Linked DNA regions of Sus scrofa: region 2 is linked to region 1. A link is a contact called in public HiChIP or PLAC-seq data. All regions are on one chromosome and are shown on one strand. The core of a region is the stretch at or near the end of the contact, and the rest is flanking DNA. Distances in the headings are between cores, read along the strand shown.

Region 1 (2,744 bases), core at 158-2,657:
TTAATGAACTTGGCTGGCATCCGTGAGGATGCAGGTTTGGTCCTGGCCTCGCTCAGTGGGTTGAGGATCAGCGTTGTCGTGAGCTGTGGTGGAGGTCGCAGGCACAGCTCACATCCCCCGTTGCTGTGGCTGTGGTGTAGGCAGGCAGCTCCAGCTCCAATTGGACCCCTAGCCTGGGAACCTCCACATGCCTTGGTTGTGGCCCTAGAAAGACAAAAATAATAATAATAATAATTAATTTAAAAAAAAACCCCTGGAGGTTCTCTTGAAAGAGACTTCTGGACTTCTTGAACCTTCTGTGATACAGGTTCAGAGTGCCGAGCCCCAGGGCCTCACACAGAGGGAGGCAGTGCGACCCAGGTTCCCCTGTGGGGGCTCAGAGCCTGATGGTAGCTGGCAACCACCCCAAAGACAGGAGCAGCTTATGTGGCTGTTGGGCCAACGACGCCCATCTGGAGGTCAGCTGAGCAGTGCCCGACTGCTTGGGCTCATCACTGCCTCCCACCCCATGTCCTGGGCTGCAGCCCAGAGCAGTCTCTTAGTACCTGGATCTCGGAAGTAGATCTGTTGCCTCCCGCTTGAGCCTCTCACCACTTTCCCATTTAGGTTTTTTTTGTTTTTTTGTTTTTTGTTTGCTGCACCCACAGCATGTGTAAGTTTCTAGGCCAGGGACTGAACTCGTGCCACAGCAGTGACCATCCTGGGTCCTTAACCGTTAGGCCACCAGGGAGCCTCCCCCACTTTCCCATTTAGCTATGACCCTCCTCTTGACCCTCAGCGGTAACCCTCTTTCTTTTTTTTTTTTTTTTTTTTTTTTGTTGTTGTTGCTATTTCTTGGGCCGCTCCCACGGCATATGAAGGTTCCCAGGCTAGGGGTTGAATCGGAGCTGTAGCCACCGGCCTACGCCAGAGCCACAGCAATGCAGGATCCGAGCCGCGTCTGCAACCTACACCACAGCTCACGGCAACGCCGGATCATTAACCCACTGAGCAAGGGCAGGGATCGAACCCGCAACCTCATGGTTCCTAGTCGGATTCGTTAACCACTGCGCCACGACGGGAACTCCCGGTAACCCCCCTTTCTGATCCATATCACTCCACGCTCTCACCATCCCCCAAACGGGGGTGGTTTCCTTTCCATAATTCATTCATTACACCGGACTTCCTACGTTCCTCTTCCAACCAACACGTGCCTGCTGTGTATCCAGCGCTGGGCTAGTCCTGGGGGAGGGGTGCAGGGGAGAAGCCAAGAAAATAGATGCAAGACCTCTTGCTGCTCTTAAGGGTCCCCGAGGCGGAGAGCCATGGGCTGAGTTGCAAAACAGTTTCCTTAGGACACAGAGCTGCTGATCTGTGGGGATCCCAGCCACGGGGTCCTGATCAGGACAAGGCTGGGGTGTGAGGCTGTGGGAGGGTGTTGGGAGTTTCATGGAAACTTCCCACCAGTTCTGGCTCACCAGCCACCAAGCGCATGGGATGGTCATGCCCCCTGGTGGTTGGTTCCTGGAACTCTCCAGCAGCTGTTTTGGAAAGCCCAGAGGATTAAGCTCCCCTCAAGAACATCTATTTTTGGTTCCCAATATTTCCACGGTGGAATACTAACAGGAGCAGCCAGCGGGCTTCCCAAAGGACCGAAAAACTGCCTGCGACTCCCACACTCTCAAGCCGTCTGTTCCCCGTGGGTCAGATCTGCCCTTTGTTCTCAGATGCAGTTCTCTCTTCCATTCGGTTTGACTAAAGGGTCCCAAGGCAGCAGCCACATGCCCCTCTGTGGCCCTCGAGCCTGGCCTCAGAGGGAAGGCTGCGTGCACATTCAGAGTGACGTGTTGGAAAGAACACTGGATCCAGGATCAGGAGGCTTGGATGCTCGCCCCACATCGGCCGCTAACTAGTGGTGAGATAATTGGTACAATAATAGCCACGTTGATTCAGGAGGTACTGAGTCAGGCACTGCACCAAGAGCCATGTTGATTCAGGAGGTACTGAGTCAGGCACTGCACCAAGAGCTTCACCTACACTGTTGACGTGGATCCGTACAGCAAATCTCTGAGGTTGGCATTGTTGTTATTTCCATTTAAGAGGTGAAGAAATCAAGGCACAGAGAGGTTAAGTAAATTTCCCAAGCTCACACAGTGTGTGGCAGGGTCAGGACCTAAGTTCCCGGCAGGGTCCACGAATAGTTTTGAAAGGTCCCCCAGGTGACCGTGGTGTGGAGCCATCTCTGGAAGCTCTGGGGTCCCATCAGCTCTAACATCCAGGGAGCCCAATGCCTTCGGAAGGTTGGGAGGTGAGGTTGTGACAAGGAAGAAGCCTGGGTGAGGCCCCGTGGCGTTCAGGACCACGAGCCTAGTGGGGACACTGCAGAGGGCAGAGTGATCCTCCTGCCCGCTGTCCTCTCCACCAGGCAACGGTTTACAGGAAAGGAGAGTACTTGCCTTCCATGATATTCTCAGTTACGCCACCCACACCACTAATTCACAGATCCACCATCCAGCAACATATCACAACTCATCCCAAATCATTTCATATTGTTACGTTGATTCATTGGACAAACCCTTACAGAGACCTACGAGGGGCCAGGCACTGGGACCGATGCTGGGGCTACAGTGATGTTGGGGCTACAGTGCTGAAGGAGAGCGGCACAGCCCTGTCCTTGTGGGTCTGTGTCTTGAGGCGGAGGAGACAGGCAATAAACAAACCGCAAAAAGAAAAAAAGAAAAGAAAAAGAAAAAAGAGAATTGCCA
Region 2 (2,744 bases), core at 103-2,602, 600 kb before region 1:
AGTTTGGGAGGCAGATTCGATGAGATGCACTGAGCGACCATGGAGGGGAGCAGGGAGGACAGCTGCCGGCCTGAGTGACCACGTGGATGGGGGTGCAGCAAGAGGAGGGCGTGGGGGCGGGGCCGCTTGAGCACAGGTGGAACCCAAGGGCGGGCTGGGAGGCTGGCCAAAGTGCAGCCAGATACAACGTTTCAACGAAGGGTCTAGGCTGGAGACAGAGGTGAGAGTAGAGGTGGTAACAGAAGCCAGGTGGGGTGATGCATGTGCCCCAAGGGTGGTAGAGTGAGAGCTGATGGGAAGGGCGCCTGGAGGTTATTCCGGGCTGAAAAGGAAGAAAAGTCAGCAGAGGAGACCAGGAAACATGACCGAAGAGCTGAGAAGCAAGATTGAAATTATGAACCCAGGTGGTAAATTGAGATGGTTGTAAGAACGTGGGGGACTGGGAGTTCCCGATGTGGCGCCGTGGGTGAAGGATCCAGTGTTGCCACAGCTGTGGCGTAGGTTGACGCTGCGGGACTTCCATATGCTGCATGTGTGGCAAAAAAAGAAATGTGGGAGTGGTCCACGGTGCCAGGTGTTTCAGAAAAAACACATAAGAGGTGGGCAGAAATGAAAACACGGAATTTGGTCCTTCGGAGAGTACAGGTGACCGCGCTAAGAGCATTTGCAAGCCGCGTGGGGGGCAGAGGCCAGCCTGCGGGGCGTGCAGCTGGACCAGATGGAGGGGAGACAGAGTGTGCATGTGCGGACAGCCCAGATGACCTTCAAGAGCAGCTGCAGGCCTGGCCCCTTGTGCCCGTTTGCACCTTGGTCCTATGCCCCGGGGAACAAATGATCCATCCCAGAGGCTTTTCTGCCCTCATTGTCAGCACTCCCAGAACACCAGTCTGCAGCTGATGTCACATGGCATACTCATGACATGACACCTGTCACAGCATGTGGTTCTTCACAGCACTGACGTGCCCACGTCCCCAGCTGGTGTCAGCCGCTGCCAAGGTGGTGACCATGGTGACTTGAATGCAGAGACGGGGGAGAGGCTGTCTTTGCTTAGTTGAGGAGAGTTTAGAAAGAAGTCCGAGGGGGCATCTTCACTGCAGCCTCCAGGAGACAGGACCCAAAGGCACTGGCTCGGGCCTGTTCCGCCATCGGGGCCACGGTGAGCCTCCATCCGCAAGCAGACTTGAGTCTGGATTAAGTCCCGAGGCGCCCATGCCCTTGTGTTGTTTCTCTGTGCTGATCCTTTGACAAAGCTGAGCTCCAGAATCTCCTCCCTGCTGCTCCCTTTCATGGGAGGACGCCTCGGGCAGAGGCAGAAAGGAAAGCCTGCCTGGAGGGCTGTTAGAGCAACTGGTCACTGAGCTCAGGCCCAGCACCAGCACAGGTCACCTTGTCTCGCTCCCTCTCACCAGTGCCCGTGGGGAATTTACAAATGAGAACTTGGGGGCACAGAGAGCTTAAATAATTGACTCAGGGTGGTGAGGGGTGGCTACACACTGAAGACCCGGTGGGGTCGGCCATGGGATCCAGGATCTTGAAAGCCAGTTTGTGTGGCTTTGCCTGGTCTCGTCTAAGGCGGAGAGGACTTTCAATCAGCGAAGGCAACCACCCCATGTCTACTTTAGGTTCTGCTTTAACAGCTGTGCCTTGAGGCCTGGCATCTGCCTGCCGACCAGGTATCCCCAGCCTTGCTGGAGAGACCTGATTACTGCCGCCCTGGGACATGGCAAGAGTCCACATGGGGCTCTGAGCGCCTCCTCTCCTGAATCACACAGACCTGAGGCGGGCTCCCATTGGCACCCCACCCAGCGCACAAGCAGGCCAAGACCATAGGCAGGTGCCCCATAGAGGTGGGCGACAAGGCTGACCTCCCAAGACTTCACTGGGACTGAATGAAATAACATGCTGGTGTCTGACTGATGCCCCAGATGTCATAGCTAATGGTGGTTTGGGTACAGGTCTTCCATGGGTGGAGCCACGGAGGATGGCACAGCATCCAGACTTTCTGCTGGCAGCCAAGGCTCCCTGAGGGGCATTTTACACAACCTCCAACCCAGCCACCCTGACCAGCATGGCTGAGGCAAACATGTCCCCAGCTGGCCTGGCTCGTTCGCTGGCTTCTGTTCTGCCTGCCTGTCTGTGGAATCCTGCCTTGGGCGGGTTCTCAAGCCTATGAGTTCAAGGGCATTGGGGCCCATAGCTCTCAAGACAAGGCGAGGGAGCAAAGCTGAGAGCAGCGTGGCTGTTTTCGGGATGGTTTTAAATCCACTTCCCCATTGATGAGCAGGTGCAAACAGCCCCAGGTGCCTGCCAGCCTTCTTGTGCTGCCTGTCCCCCTCCCTCTCCACCCCCCCGCCCACTTTTCTTTCTTTTCTAGCAGAGAGAGGACCTGACAGAGGAGAGGTCCTCGTCCTTCTTCAGACCTCTTCCCTCCCCCACAAGCCTCAAATCCCAGCACGGGTCTCACTCAGGTCTGCGACATGATACATGTAGATTCCTCACTCTTCCTCTCTTCTTTTTCAGGAAACATCTGGAAGCTCCTCTGGGGCTTCTAGTGAACCTCAGTCTCCTGCAGATGCTTCCGGAGTTGTTCATTTGTTGGATATCTAAGCTGTATACAGATACGTCTGTATACATCCCAAAGATGGAGTTTGAACCCAAAGCACACTGTTCTTAGTTAAATCCCTGCTTTAAGGAAACGAAGCTTCTGAAATCAGAATTTGCCACACACAGTAATTGGAAAGCGG

The links. HiChIP or PLAC-seq counts read pairs in DNA pulled down with a chosen protein or histone mark.
Region 2: a contact with region 1 is called in an H3K27ac HiChIP or PLAC-seq map of skeletal muscle, with 8 times the contacts expected there. The contact joins two enhancer-like sites. A contact is called at or near these places in 3 of 47 Hi-C or Micro-C datasets (embryonic fibroblasts, mesenteric adipose tissue and retroperitoneal adipose tissue) and 1 of 2 datasets of contacts at active chromatin or transcription factors (skeletal muscle).

What each region holds. Positions count from the first base shown.
Region 1 is chr9:130,938,979-130,941,722 of Sscrofa11.1, reverse strand. No RefSeq gene overlaps it. Among named protein-coding and RNA genes, the nearest start is that of NENF, 19 kb to the left of the region's middle. Within about 2 kb of position 1,407, at least 15 of the 83 cell types and tissues checked have an H3K27ac peak or open chromatin away from gene starts, as enhancers often do. A contact at or near this core is called in skeletal muscle, where this site is marked.
Region 2 is chr9:131,538,634-131,541,377 of Sscrofa11.1, reverse strand. LOC102166108 (a long non-coding RNA gene) reads left to right here. Exons shown (of 2, transcript XR_305732.3): 2 at 2,521-2,744. Among named protein-coding and RNA genes, the nearest start is that of NEK2, 7.0 kb to the left of the region's middle. Within about 2 kb of position 1,352, at least 7 of the 83 cell types and tissues checked have an H3K27ac peak or open chromatin away from gene starts, as enhancers often do. A contact at or near this core is called in skeletal muscle, where this site is marked.